2 separate regions of the Mus musculus genome follow, and region 2 is linked to region 1. A link is a contact called in public HiChIP or PLAC-seq data. All regions are on one chromosome and are shown on one strand. The core of a region is the stretch at or near the end of the contact, and the rest is flanking DNA. Distances in the headings are between cores, read along the strand shown. Region 1 holds the start of Rufy2 (RUN and FYVE domain-containing 2). Region 2 overlaps Pbld2 (phenazine biosynthesis-like protein domain containing 2).

Region 1 (5,542 bases), core at 297-2,796:
TTTGACTCTGCCAGCAGAATGGACGTTGGTCCCGAGACAGCTGGATTCAGGCAACTATCTCTTAACATTCTAAACCAGAGTGTTGAGTTAACATTGTGACTTGCATCTGTCTACCCACTTTTGGTGGTTTAAGTTTTTGAGATGGGTTTATTAGCTCCGGAATCAAGATCTGCTTGCTTTTGCCTGAAGGGTGGATCCCGGGGTTATAGGTATATGACAGGCAGCACACCCAGGTGCCTGTTGCAAGTTTTATCTATGGCAAGTTGAAAGGCAGGAGGAAGCATTCATGTGTGTGTGTGTGCCTGTGCATTTTTTAAAAGACAGCCCTGTATAACCCAGGCTGGCCTTGAAATCTCGAATGTCTGGGAGAATGATCTTGAACTGTGTTGTACAGGACTGAGTCAAAACTACCACTGTTTTCAGCAAACTGGCCTACATCTGCTTGCAAAAGATCACAGCTGGGCAAGTTGACTTGAATTCCCTCATAGGAGGGCAGGGAGGGAGGGTCATGGGACCTTCACAGGAACAACCAGTCTTTCTCTTGCAAGCTGTTGTATGCAATTCTACCCTAACTGCAAATGGCCTTAGGGAGGAACTAACATATAGGAAGGGAGGGGCTAGTGGAGGGGTGACTATCTGCAGCCAGGAAGGAGTCATCATTCCTAGAGGGATTTCGAAGTCCTCCCCAGTATCCCCCATAACTCACTGCTTCTTCAGCGGGAACGGTGTTAATCATTTTTGGTGTGTCCTCAGAATTTTGGAAGCATTTGGTAGACGTTGTTTACACCTCACTAAGGAAAGGATTTTTTTTTTTTTTTTAAGCAACAAACACTCTAGGTCTTTCCTCCAACTCCTAAGAGTTGGTATTTTCTAGGTCCACCATACCCGCTTACAAAGTATCACATTTTGTTACATGGAACTGGGGTCTTGTGTCTTTCCTCCAACTCCTAAGAGTTGGTATTTTCTAGGTCCACCATACCCACTTACAAAGTATCACATTTTGTTACATGCAACAGGGGTTTTGTAGCTATCCTTAGACGACCTGGCACTTGTTAGGTAGCTCAGAGTAACCTCAAGGTCCTAGCAGTCCTCCTGCGTCCACTCCTGTTGAGTGCTGGGGTTAGCAGCTGGATTTAGTGTCTTCCTTTGAGACTAGGCGAGCTTCAAATCCATTATGTAAGTGAGCCTGGTCTTCAACTACGGATCCATCTAACTCCCATCTCTCAAATGCTGGCATTACAAGCCGCCGGCTCTGCTAATTGTGTGAGGTTTTCTAAAATCTGTCGGCTAGCTCCGAGTCGGCCGGTGTGTTCCTTAAACCCATCCAGCCTGCAAGGATGAAACCTTGACAGGTAGCTTGAGGCCCGCATCTACATCCTCCCTTGGCGCTGTGCCCCAGGTCCCCGTCACGCCTCTTTCTCTGACGCTGTCAGGGTTGGTCAAATGGGGGTTGGGGTGGGGGTGGGGGTGATCGGCGGGGACCAGCTTCACGCGGCCGTGGCGTCCTCCCGCCGCCAGGGGCGCTGTGGCAGCGCCGAGCCGGGCCAGACGCGGTGGCCGCCGCGCGCCTGCGGGGAGCTGCTGACCCGCTCCGCGAGCCCGTGTCCCGCACGCACCGCCGCCATGGGTAAGGGCAGCAGCCGGGGTCACCATCCTTCGCTTGGGTCACGCAGTCACCCGGGAACCGGGGGCTCCCGGGGTCTCCATGGCAACGTCCGCCCGCCCGCATCCCTGCGCCCCGCCCGCCCTGGGGCCTGGCGGCTGGGGTCGGCGGACGGGCGGGGACCAGGGCGTCCAGGGACAGGGATGGCTTCCCAGTCACGCGGATGCAGGGCGGAAGGCTGGGGAGGGGAGCGGTGTAGTGCCAGGAGCGCGCTCCGCGGGGCCCCCTTGCAGGCTGGGGGCGCAGAGGGAGCGGGGCCGCCTCTAGGGACTGCCGAGGAGCCCCACCTGCGGTCGCTGCTGCACAGCCGCTGTCCTAGGCTCCTCCGGTGCAGGTTACAGGTTGTGATGAACACTCTTAAAAAGAGAATTCTGCCGATTATTAAACGTCAGGTGGTTTCACTTCGGGAGCGGGGGTGGACGGAGGGAATCACACCTCGACGGAGAGTGGAGGAAAAGATGTGGCCATATCCTTCATCACCCAGCCGGGCTGTTTCAGATTGCGGAGGAAGTCAGCCTAAGAGAGCTGGGATGCAAACCATAGCCAAGTGCCAGAGCAAGGGGACTCTTGTTTTGTTATTCGAAACGGGTTCTCACTGCATAGTCCTGGCTGTCCAGGAGCTAGCTATGTAGACCAGGCTGGACTCGAACTCAGAGATTCCCTCCTGCCTCTGCCTCCCAAATTCTGGAATTAAAGTGTGTCGCACCACGCCCAGCTGTTTTGTTTTGTTTTGAGTGGGCCACTAAATTGTGAACGCACTGACCACCTGGGTTTGTCATTTACTTGAAGGTTGTTTTTGAGACAGGTCTCTCTATATAGCATTGGCTGCCTCAGAACACTCTGTTTAGACCAGGCTGGACCCAAGAATCACAGACGCTGGGACTACAGAAACAGCTACATGGCAGAGTTCTCTGGAGATTAATAAATGTTAGGTTTGGTTTTCACATCTCTTTTGCTATCTTCGCAGAAAAATATTTGTGCCACTCGGCAGTGTTTAGAGTGTTGGGGGAACAGCTGGTTTAAAAAAAATTATTTTTATTTTTAATGAGTGTGTACCTGAGTGTAGGGGCCTCCAGAGGCGTCGGGTCTCCCTGGAGTTGGAGTTAAGCGCTTACCACAGGTATGGGGAATTAACCTCTTTCCAGCCCGTACTAGAATTTTTTTCTTTCCTTTTTTTTTTTTTTTTTCTTTTCTTTTGACCTGGGAGTTGTGTTTTTTTCGAGACAGGGTCTTACTGTGTAACCCTGGCCGGCCTGGAACCAATCTCCTAGTTGCTTAGGTCAAAGGCACAGAAGACTACCTTGGGTTTGTCAAAATATTTTGATTTTTTTTTTTTTTTTCTGTTGTTGTTGTTTTCCCTGTGATGTTTGTTCTGGGAGATTCTGGAATCTGATAACTTTACCTTTTATTTTGTTGCTAGTGTATTTTGATTTTTTTTTTTTTTGAGACAGTTTTAATATGTGGGCCTGGCTGTCCTCACTCTGTAGACTAGACTAGCCTCTAACTCAAGTGCTAGGATTAAAGATGCAAGCCACCACTGCCTGATTTTGAAATAAAGGTGTGTATGTGTGTGTGTGTGTGTTGACCTCAGAGGTCAAAAGAGGGCATTTGGCCACCTGGTGCTAGAGTTACAAGTAGGTGTGAACCATCTTAGTGGATGCTGGGAACCAAATTTTGGCTTTTTGGAAGAACAGCAAATGCTCTTAATGACTGAGCCATTTCTTTAGCCTCTTATTCTTGCTTGGAAATCATTAGACCTAGACCATGCCTGCTACCCACCATTTGCAAAATCCTCAAACATGTGGCTTGTACTTGCAAGCTTATCTTTACTGAAAGCCATTTTACCTTAAGATGTGTGTAGTAGGTAGGCACAGTGGGCCGTGGCTAGTGATTGTGTGCGTGCGTGTGTGTGCTCGAGCACGCAGTAGGTAGACACAAATGTGCTGTGCCTGATAAATGACGGTCAGAGACATTCTCTCCGGCTTGTGGGTTCTGGATGGAGCTCAAGTGGTCCGTCCCGCACATCCTCTCTAAGCAATCTCACCAGCCAGAAAATAAAGCTTATTATTCTCTGTGTGGAGTCTTGAGGATAGTTCATAAGCATGGCCACAGTGGGCGTGGATGGTGCTTTGCTGTGGCTTGTGAGAGAGAAGAAAGAGGCCGTGTTGTGGCAACCTGGCCTGAGGAGCTATCCGGCTGCCAAGCACGGGAGAGCAGACTTCCACGGGGAAGGACAGATCTGTGGATTCGCCACTGTTGTCTTGTCCTGGGGATGATGTTGGGCTTTCTTGCATTTTTTCAGCTACAAAGGACCCCACAGCCGTGGAGAGAGCCAACCTGTTAAACATGGCTAAACTGAGTATCAAAGGGCTCATCGAGTCTGCCCTGAGCTTCGGCCGCACGCTGGACTCTGACTACCCTCCTCTGCAGCAGTTCTTCGTGGTCATGGAACATTGTCTGAAACACGGCCTGAAAGGTATGACGAGACCCCCAAATCAGTCGGCCTTCCGCTCCCTTGCTTCTCACCCTTGATGTCCTTGGAGAAATAGTTTTTTTTTTTTTAAAGATTTATTTATTTATTATATGTAAGTACACTGTAGTTGAATTCAGATACACCAGAAGAGGGCATCAGATCTCATTACGGGTGGTTGTGAGCCACCATGTGGTTGCTGGGATTTGAACTTCGGACCTTCAGAAGAGCAGTCAGGTGCCCTTACCCACTGAGCCATCTCACCAGCCCCGGAGAAATAGTTTTAAGGCCATAGTTGCCGTCATTATTTTTGCATTTTATTTTGTTTTATTTATTTATTTTTTTAAGATTTATTTACTTATGAGTACACTGTCTCTGTCTTCAGACACACCAGAAGAGGGCATCAAATCCCATTACAGATGGCTGTGAGCCACCATGTGGGTGCTGGGAATTGAACTCAGGACCTCTGGAAGAGCAGTCAGTGCTCTTAACCGCTGAGCCAACTGAGACAGCCCTATTTTGCATTTTAAATCTGAATGTTGGGCCAATGGAATGGCTTGCCACGCGAGCTGGAAGACTCCACTTTGATCTTTGGAGTCTAGGTTAAGGTGTGTTGATTTCAGGAGAATGTATTAATTACTGTTGTGATTCCTAGTACATGATCTTCAGAAAAATTTTTTTGTTTGTTTGTTTGTTTGTTTGTTTTTGGTTTTTCGAGACAGGGTTTCTCTGTAGAGCCCTGACTGTCCTGGAACTCACTCTGTAGACCAGGCTGGCCGTGAACTCAGAAATCCGCCTGCCTCTGCCTCCCGAGTGCTGGGATTAAAGGCGTGCCTCGCCACGCCCGGCTGTTTGTTTTTTGAGAGAGGGTTTCTCTGTGTAATAAACAGCCTTGGTTGTCTCAGACTCACTCTGTAGACAAGGCTGGGCTGGAACTCACAGATCTGCTGCCTGCCTCTGCTTCCCCAGGGCTAGTGCACCATTATGCACTGCAAAAAAGAATGTTTTTTCTTCTAATAATTGGTGAAAAACATACTTGATTACTCTTTCTTTTTTTCTTTTTTTGAGATGGTCTCATATAGCTGGCCTTGAACTCACTATATAGACCAGGCTTGCCTTAAACTCACAGAGACCTGGCTGCCTCTTCCTCCCAGGTGCTGAGATCAAAGGTGGGAGCCAACATGCTTGGCCTGATTACATGGTTTTTACATATTTACCCTTTAACGGGTTTCCATTTTCTTGGGTAATTTTTTTTAAATTACATTTATTTACACACACACACACACACACACACACACACGCGCGCACACACACACTTTTAAAAAATTATATTTACTTATGTGCACGCCTACACGTGCACGCTCACACACACACACACACACACACACACACTTGCACACATACCACAT
Region 2 (5,736 bases), core at 834-3,333, 69 kb after region 1:
AAATCACAAAGCCCACCCTCACAGTGACACACTTCCTCCAACAAGGCCACACCTCATAATAGTACCACTCACTCCCTATGGGCCTATGGGGACAAATTACATTCAAATTACCACAAATAAATATATAACCCCCCCTCAACACATGTGCACCATTATACCTAGTCTAAGCATTTGACTTTTGATGCCGATAAGCTGCTATGTTAAGTCAGATCTGTGTTCCAGATTCTCAATAACTTTTTTTTTTTTCTATTTAAGACATTGGATGAAGATGCTCATCAGGACATTGCAAGGGAAATGAACCTCTCTGAAACCGCTTTTGTCCGCAAACTGCAACCAACTGATGACTTCACACAAAGTAAATTATACATTTAAGGTTTTTGTCTTACATTTATTTGTGTGTGTGTATGCATTTGTGTGTGTGTATGCCTGTGCACATGCCACAGTGTGTGTGTGTGTGTGTGTGTGTGTGTGTGTGTGTGTGTGTGTGTGTGTGAAGTTGGAGGACAGCTTGTAAGAGTTGGGTCTCTTCTGCCATGTTGGATCCCGGGGACCAAGCTCCTTGGGACCTCTCCCAGGAGGGAGCAGAATGCTTCTCTATCTCGTGCTCACGCCTCTAAGGAAGGTTTTCCCTGTTAGCCACACTAATGATTTAGGGGAGAAGATGCTGAAGTGTTCTAACCTGACTGTGTGGTTTGACCTTGCTTTTCTTTAACCTTTTCTCCTTGTAAGGTTCCCGTTTTGGGCTGAGGTGGTTTACCCCAGAGGCCGAGTTCCCCTTGTGTGGCCACGCCACGCTGGCTTCTGCAGCTGTGCTGTTTCAAAAAAGAAGTAAGGTGGACTTTGCTTATTTGTTTATTTATTGTTGTTTGTTTGTTTGCTTTTTTTATTATATATTTTTTTATTACGTATTTTCCTCAATTACATTTCCAAAGCTATCCCAAAAGTCCCCCATACCCTCCCCCCCACTCCCCTACCCACCAACTCCCACTTTTTGGCCCTGGCGGTCCCCTGTACTGGGGCATATAAAGTTTGCGTGTTTAATGGGCCTCTCTTTCCAGTGATGGCCGACTAGGCCATCTTTTGATACATATGCAGCTAGAGTCAAGAGCTCCGGGGTACTGGCTAGTTCATAATGTTGTTGCACCTACAGGGTTTCAGATCCCTTTAGCTCCTTGGGTACTTTCTCTAGCTCCTCCATTGGGGGCCCTGTGATCCATCCAATAGCTGACTGTGAGCATCTACTTATGTGTTTGCTAGGCCCCGGCTGTTTGTTTGCTTTGTGATAGGGTTTCATTTAGCTGAGGCTGGCATTGAGTTTCCTATGTAGATGATGGTGGCCTTAAAATTCAGGCTCCTTGTATTACAATTATAGCATGTACCACCATGGCTTAGTCCCATGAATTTCTTTTAATAACTTCATTTATTTACATGTGGCAGAGGGATTTGCATGGCCAGAATGGACTTGGCATATAGTGTAATGTCTGGAAAATGAAGATTGTGATTGGCTTCCAGGAACAGCAAAACACAGAACATAACAGACTATGCAGTCAACTCAGGCATGAGGAAGTTTCCTTGTACCATTAGCAACAGCAGAAGTGGCTGGTTAGATAGGCATCTGCTACCTAGCCTTTAGTAGATCTTAAAGTCATACTTTTTTTTTGAGACTGGGTCTCTTATTCCAGGCTGACCTTGAACTCTGCTCTTAGTTCCTTTCCTCGCCCAAGTCTTGGTATTACAGGCTTTCCATAATGCAAACCTTTTATGCAGAGCTGGGGATTGAACCCCAGCTCCATGAATGTTAGGCAAGCATTCTACCAACTGAGCCATATCCTCTGTTTTAAAAAAACAAAACAGCCGGGCGTGGTGGCGCACGCCTTTAATCCCAGCACTCGGGAGGCAGAGGCAGGTGGATTTCTGAGTTCGAGGCCAGCCTGGTCTACAAAGTGAGTTCCAGGACAGCCAGGGCTGTACAGAGAAACCCTGTCTCAAAAAAAAAAAAAAAAAAAAAAACAGGCTCTTCCTACCTAACTCTGTTTGGCCTGGAACTTGGTACTTGGGCCTGGTGGGAGGGACTTAGACTTTCAGTCTTCTGACCTCTGTCTCCTGGTGCTTCGGTTGTAGCTGTGAGCCACCACACCCAGCTCCTCAAACAGCAACTAAAAACAATTGCTTTTGCTGCTGCTGCTGTTGTTGTTGAAGGCTAGACTGATCTAAGGCTCTCCCTGAGGCTCTGATATGTGGAGCCTCTGCTATATAGAACACAGCTCCTTCTCTAAAACCTGGAATATGGTTGGCAGAGCTGGTAATAGCCTGGAGCTGGTAAGGGCCTTGGGGGAGCTGTGGCTTCAGATCCCAAGGACCCAACTCTTCCCACTGTACAGGCTACAGTTGTCAATCCCTAGGTTACTGTGTGCTCTGTCTCTGATGCTCTGGAGAGAACCCATGTTCACCCTATGTCTCTTTAGCTCCCCGATGACTTCACCCCATTGTATGACAGTTTCCGTTGACTTTGTCCTATCCCCTACCTCTTGAACTAGTATATAAGGTTATATACTTTTTAATTAAGCTTGCTTGGCATAGGACATAGCTTATGCAAGACTAATGTTCTATCTTCTTTATCTCTGATGCCCTGGACCTTCCTTCTTAGGAGCCTGCCAATTTTTCCATTTATTTTTATGAGTATAAGTGGTTTTGCCTGCATGTTTATCTGTATATCATGTATGGGCCATGCCTGTAGAGAACAGAAAAGGGCTTTAGAGTCCTGAAACAATTTTTATTATATTTTAATTAATTAATTAATTAATCAATGTTTATGTATGCACAAACAAATACCACAGTGTACATGTAGAGCTCAGAGCATCATTTTCAGGAGTCTGATCTCTCCTTCCATTATGTGGACTGAGGTGCTGAACTCCACATATTTGTCTTGTCAGAAGGTGCCCTTAGCCGCCGAGTCATGTAGCTAAAACTCAAAGAGTAATTTTAAAAGTCAAACATTTTAGGGGCTGGAGAGGTGGCTCAGTGGTTAAGAGCACCGGCTGCTCTTCCAGAGGTCCTGAGTTCAATTCCCAGAAACCATATGGTGGTTCACAAATCCTTTGTAACCCAGGAAATTTATGGCTGCTGGGGGCAATGTGCACATGTGGTGCACAGACATACATGCAGGCAAAACACTCACACATATTTATTTATTTATTTATTTATTTATTTATTTATTTATTTATTTTGGTTTTTCTGTGTAGCCCTGGCTGCCCTGGAACTCACTCTGTAGACCAGGCTGGCCTCGAACTCAGAAATCCGCCTGCCTCTGCCTCCCAAGTGCTGGGATTAAAGGCATGCGCCACCACTGCCCAGCATAATGTTTGTTTGTTTGCTTGTTTTTCTGAAAATAGAAAATAAAATCAAACATTGTAATATAAATTCAAAGAGATACTGAATTGATACTTATATGCTGACAAATGACCACTGAAAAATATGAAACATCTTTGCTCTCGGTAATTAAACTTATGTTTCTGTAAGAGAAACACATGGTATGTGTAGTAGAAATGGTGCAATTTATAATCTGCCATAGTCTCAGATCTAGCCTACGTGTTTCATTGGTGTGAGGAGCAGAGGCATGCGGGATGAAAGTGTGCTTGTCACAAGTTGGCCGTGATGCCATGCCACAACATAAGTGAGCACAGCCAGAAATGCTTTTTATTCACTACACATACGATTTTGAATTAAGTTTTGATTGCTGGGTGTTCAGAGGCCCTGTATTATTGACACATTGTTTGCAACATCTCCATTCAGTTACGAGAGAGGTTGTGACTCACCATTGAGGAAGGTAGATGCTAGACATGGACCTAGAGGTGAAGAATAAGACAAAGCTGGTGCAAGGAGCTAGAGGTGGAGGTAGGGCTATGGCGGGAGGAGACCCAGTAGTGTCTTCTACAGACTCAACTGTCCTTAGGTTCTTGAGGGAGTCTGTGCCTGGCAGGAGATGCAGTTGTGAGTTAGCCAAGCCCTCTCAACCATGTTATCTGGTATATTAATTTCCTCTCTGTTGCTGCAATAAAATATCTGACAGAAGCAAGTTTTGGCTCATGGTACAGGGGATACGGACCATCACAGTGGCCATGGTGGCATGGACCATGATTTTAAGAGCTTGCACTAGTAACACGGAACTTAGAGAGGAAGCAACAACCTTGGCTCAGATGCTGGCCACGTTATAACCCTCCGAGGCCCGTGGCCCTTTGTAAGGATGTCATGTTAGAACCGTAGCCACTGCTCAGACCACAGTACGGGCAGAAGTCCTTTTCCTCCCAAGACACTGACAGGCACCTTACTGAGTCATTGTGAGTCCTTAAGTAGCAGACTTCCTGTCTCCTTCCTGGGAAGGCTTTTACTATAAAACCACCCCCAAACTCTAAAAGGTAACAATTCTTTAGAATCAACTCCTAATTCCTGAACAATCTGTCTTAGTGTCCCTCTTAAAATCCCCCATGTGAGCCCTTTCACCTGTGACCCAGTTAACTATGTCTCTCCCCAAAACAGTACAACTAGCTGAGGACCAAGTATTAGGGAGACACTTTTCTTTCTGGTCATAAAACCTGATCAGGATGAGAAAATGATTTTGTGTGTGGGGTACAGAAGAAGAATGAAGACAAGTTTAGCTGGTGAAGTTGTCCAGTTGTTCAGGAGGCTGAGGAGAGAGGATTAAAACTTCACAGCCTTTCTGGGCCACAGCGAGGATTCAAGGCCAGCCCCACTGGCCAGAGAGACATCAGTCAAAGATGAAAAAGACCTAGGATAACTGGGGAGATAGCTTAGTGGGAGGAACTTGCATGTGTGACTCTCTGGGTTCATTCCACAGTAACACACACACACACACACACACACACTATACTATATGACCACCACCACCACCACCAAACACAAACAGCAATGAATCCCCAGAAAACACAATCACACTTATTTTCCTGACCTTTGACCCCTCCTCTGTCCAGAGAACACGAACAGCACCCTGACCTTTGTCACAATGAGCGGGGAGCTAAAGGCCAGAAGAGAAGAAGATGGGATCGTCCTGGACTTTCCTGTCTACCCAACCTTCCCCCAGGTTAGCTCCTAGTTACTGCACTCTCATAGGCTGCTAATGTGTGCAGTTACTGCCACGGACCGAGTTCAAGCCCACGGCTCTCCTGTTCATCACTGACTTTATCTCTGCCCCCTTCTAGGACTTCCATGAAGTTGAAGACTTGATAAAGGTGGGTGAAAAGAATTTGCTTTGAGCCTGTGTGATGCGATGTGCTTGTTTGTGTTTGGACGCTCAGGTGTGACCTCACCCCATAAAATAACCTCACCTGTCCAGTGGATGCATTGCTGCAGAAGCCTAGGCGAATCCAAGTCAGAATGCTGGTCATGTGTTTATTTAGTAAGGCTGATCGCTTTCATTGACTTGTAATCTTTCTTTCCTACTGTGTAGCCCAGGCTAGCCTTGACCTTGCCTCTCAAGTACTAGGATTACAAGTTATACAATTATACCTGACTCATCTGATTTAACCATGAGCAACATAATCTCTATTGTGAGACAGAAGTAAGATAGTTTGGGGCAGACAGAGAGAGGGAGAGGGAGGGGGAGGGGGAGACGGGGACGGGACGGGGAGGGGGGGGGAGGAGGGGCAGGAAAGAGGTGGTGAGGAAGATATCTGGCGTCTTCAGCCCCTTTGGACCATGAAGGGATGCATTTCCAATCAA

Evidence for each region. HiChIP or PLAC-seq counts read pairs in DNA pulled down with a chosen protein or histone mark.
Region 2: a contact with region 1 is called in an H3K27ac HiChIP or PLAC-seq map of embryonic stem cells, with 18 read pairs. The contact joins the enhancer-like site here to the promoter of Rufy2 in region 1. A contact is called at or near these places in 7 of 39 promoter capture datasets (cranial neural crest, embryonic stem cells, hippocampal neurons and 3 more), 2 of 484 Hi-C or Micro-C datasets (the HPC-7 cell line and liver), 2 of 115 datasets of contacts at active chromatin or transcription factors (both in embryonic stem cells) and 1 of 9 other capture datasets (adipose tissue).

The regions. Positions count from the first base shown.
Region 1 is chr10:62,978,706-62,984,247 of GRCm38.p6, forward strand. Rufy2 (RUN and FYVE domain-containing 2) reads left to right here and starts at 1,547. Exons shown (of 18, transcript NM_027425.4): 1 at 1,547-1,627; 2 at 3,966-4,139. The coding sequence starts at 1,624.
Region 2 is chr10:63,047,213-63,052,948 of GRCm38.p6, forward strand. It overlaps Pbld2 (phenazine biosynthesis-like protein domain containing 2), which reads left to right. Exons shown (of 10, transcript NM_026085.2): 3 at 256-355; 4 at 730-828; 5 at 4,989-5,098; 6 at 5,217-5,246. Among named protein-coding and RNA genes, the nearest start is that of Gm16143, 7.4 kb to the right of the region's middle. Within about 2 kb of position 2,084, at least 14 of the 459 cell types and tissues checked have an H3K27ac peak or open chromatin away from gene starts, as enhancers often do. A contact at or near this core is called in embryonic stem cells and liver, where this site is marked.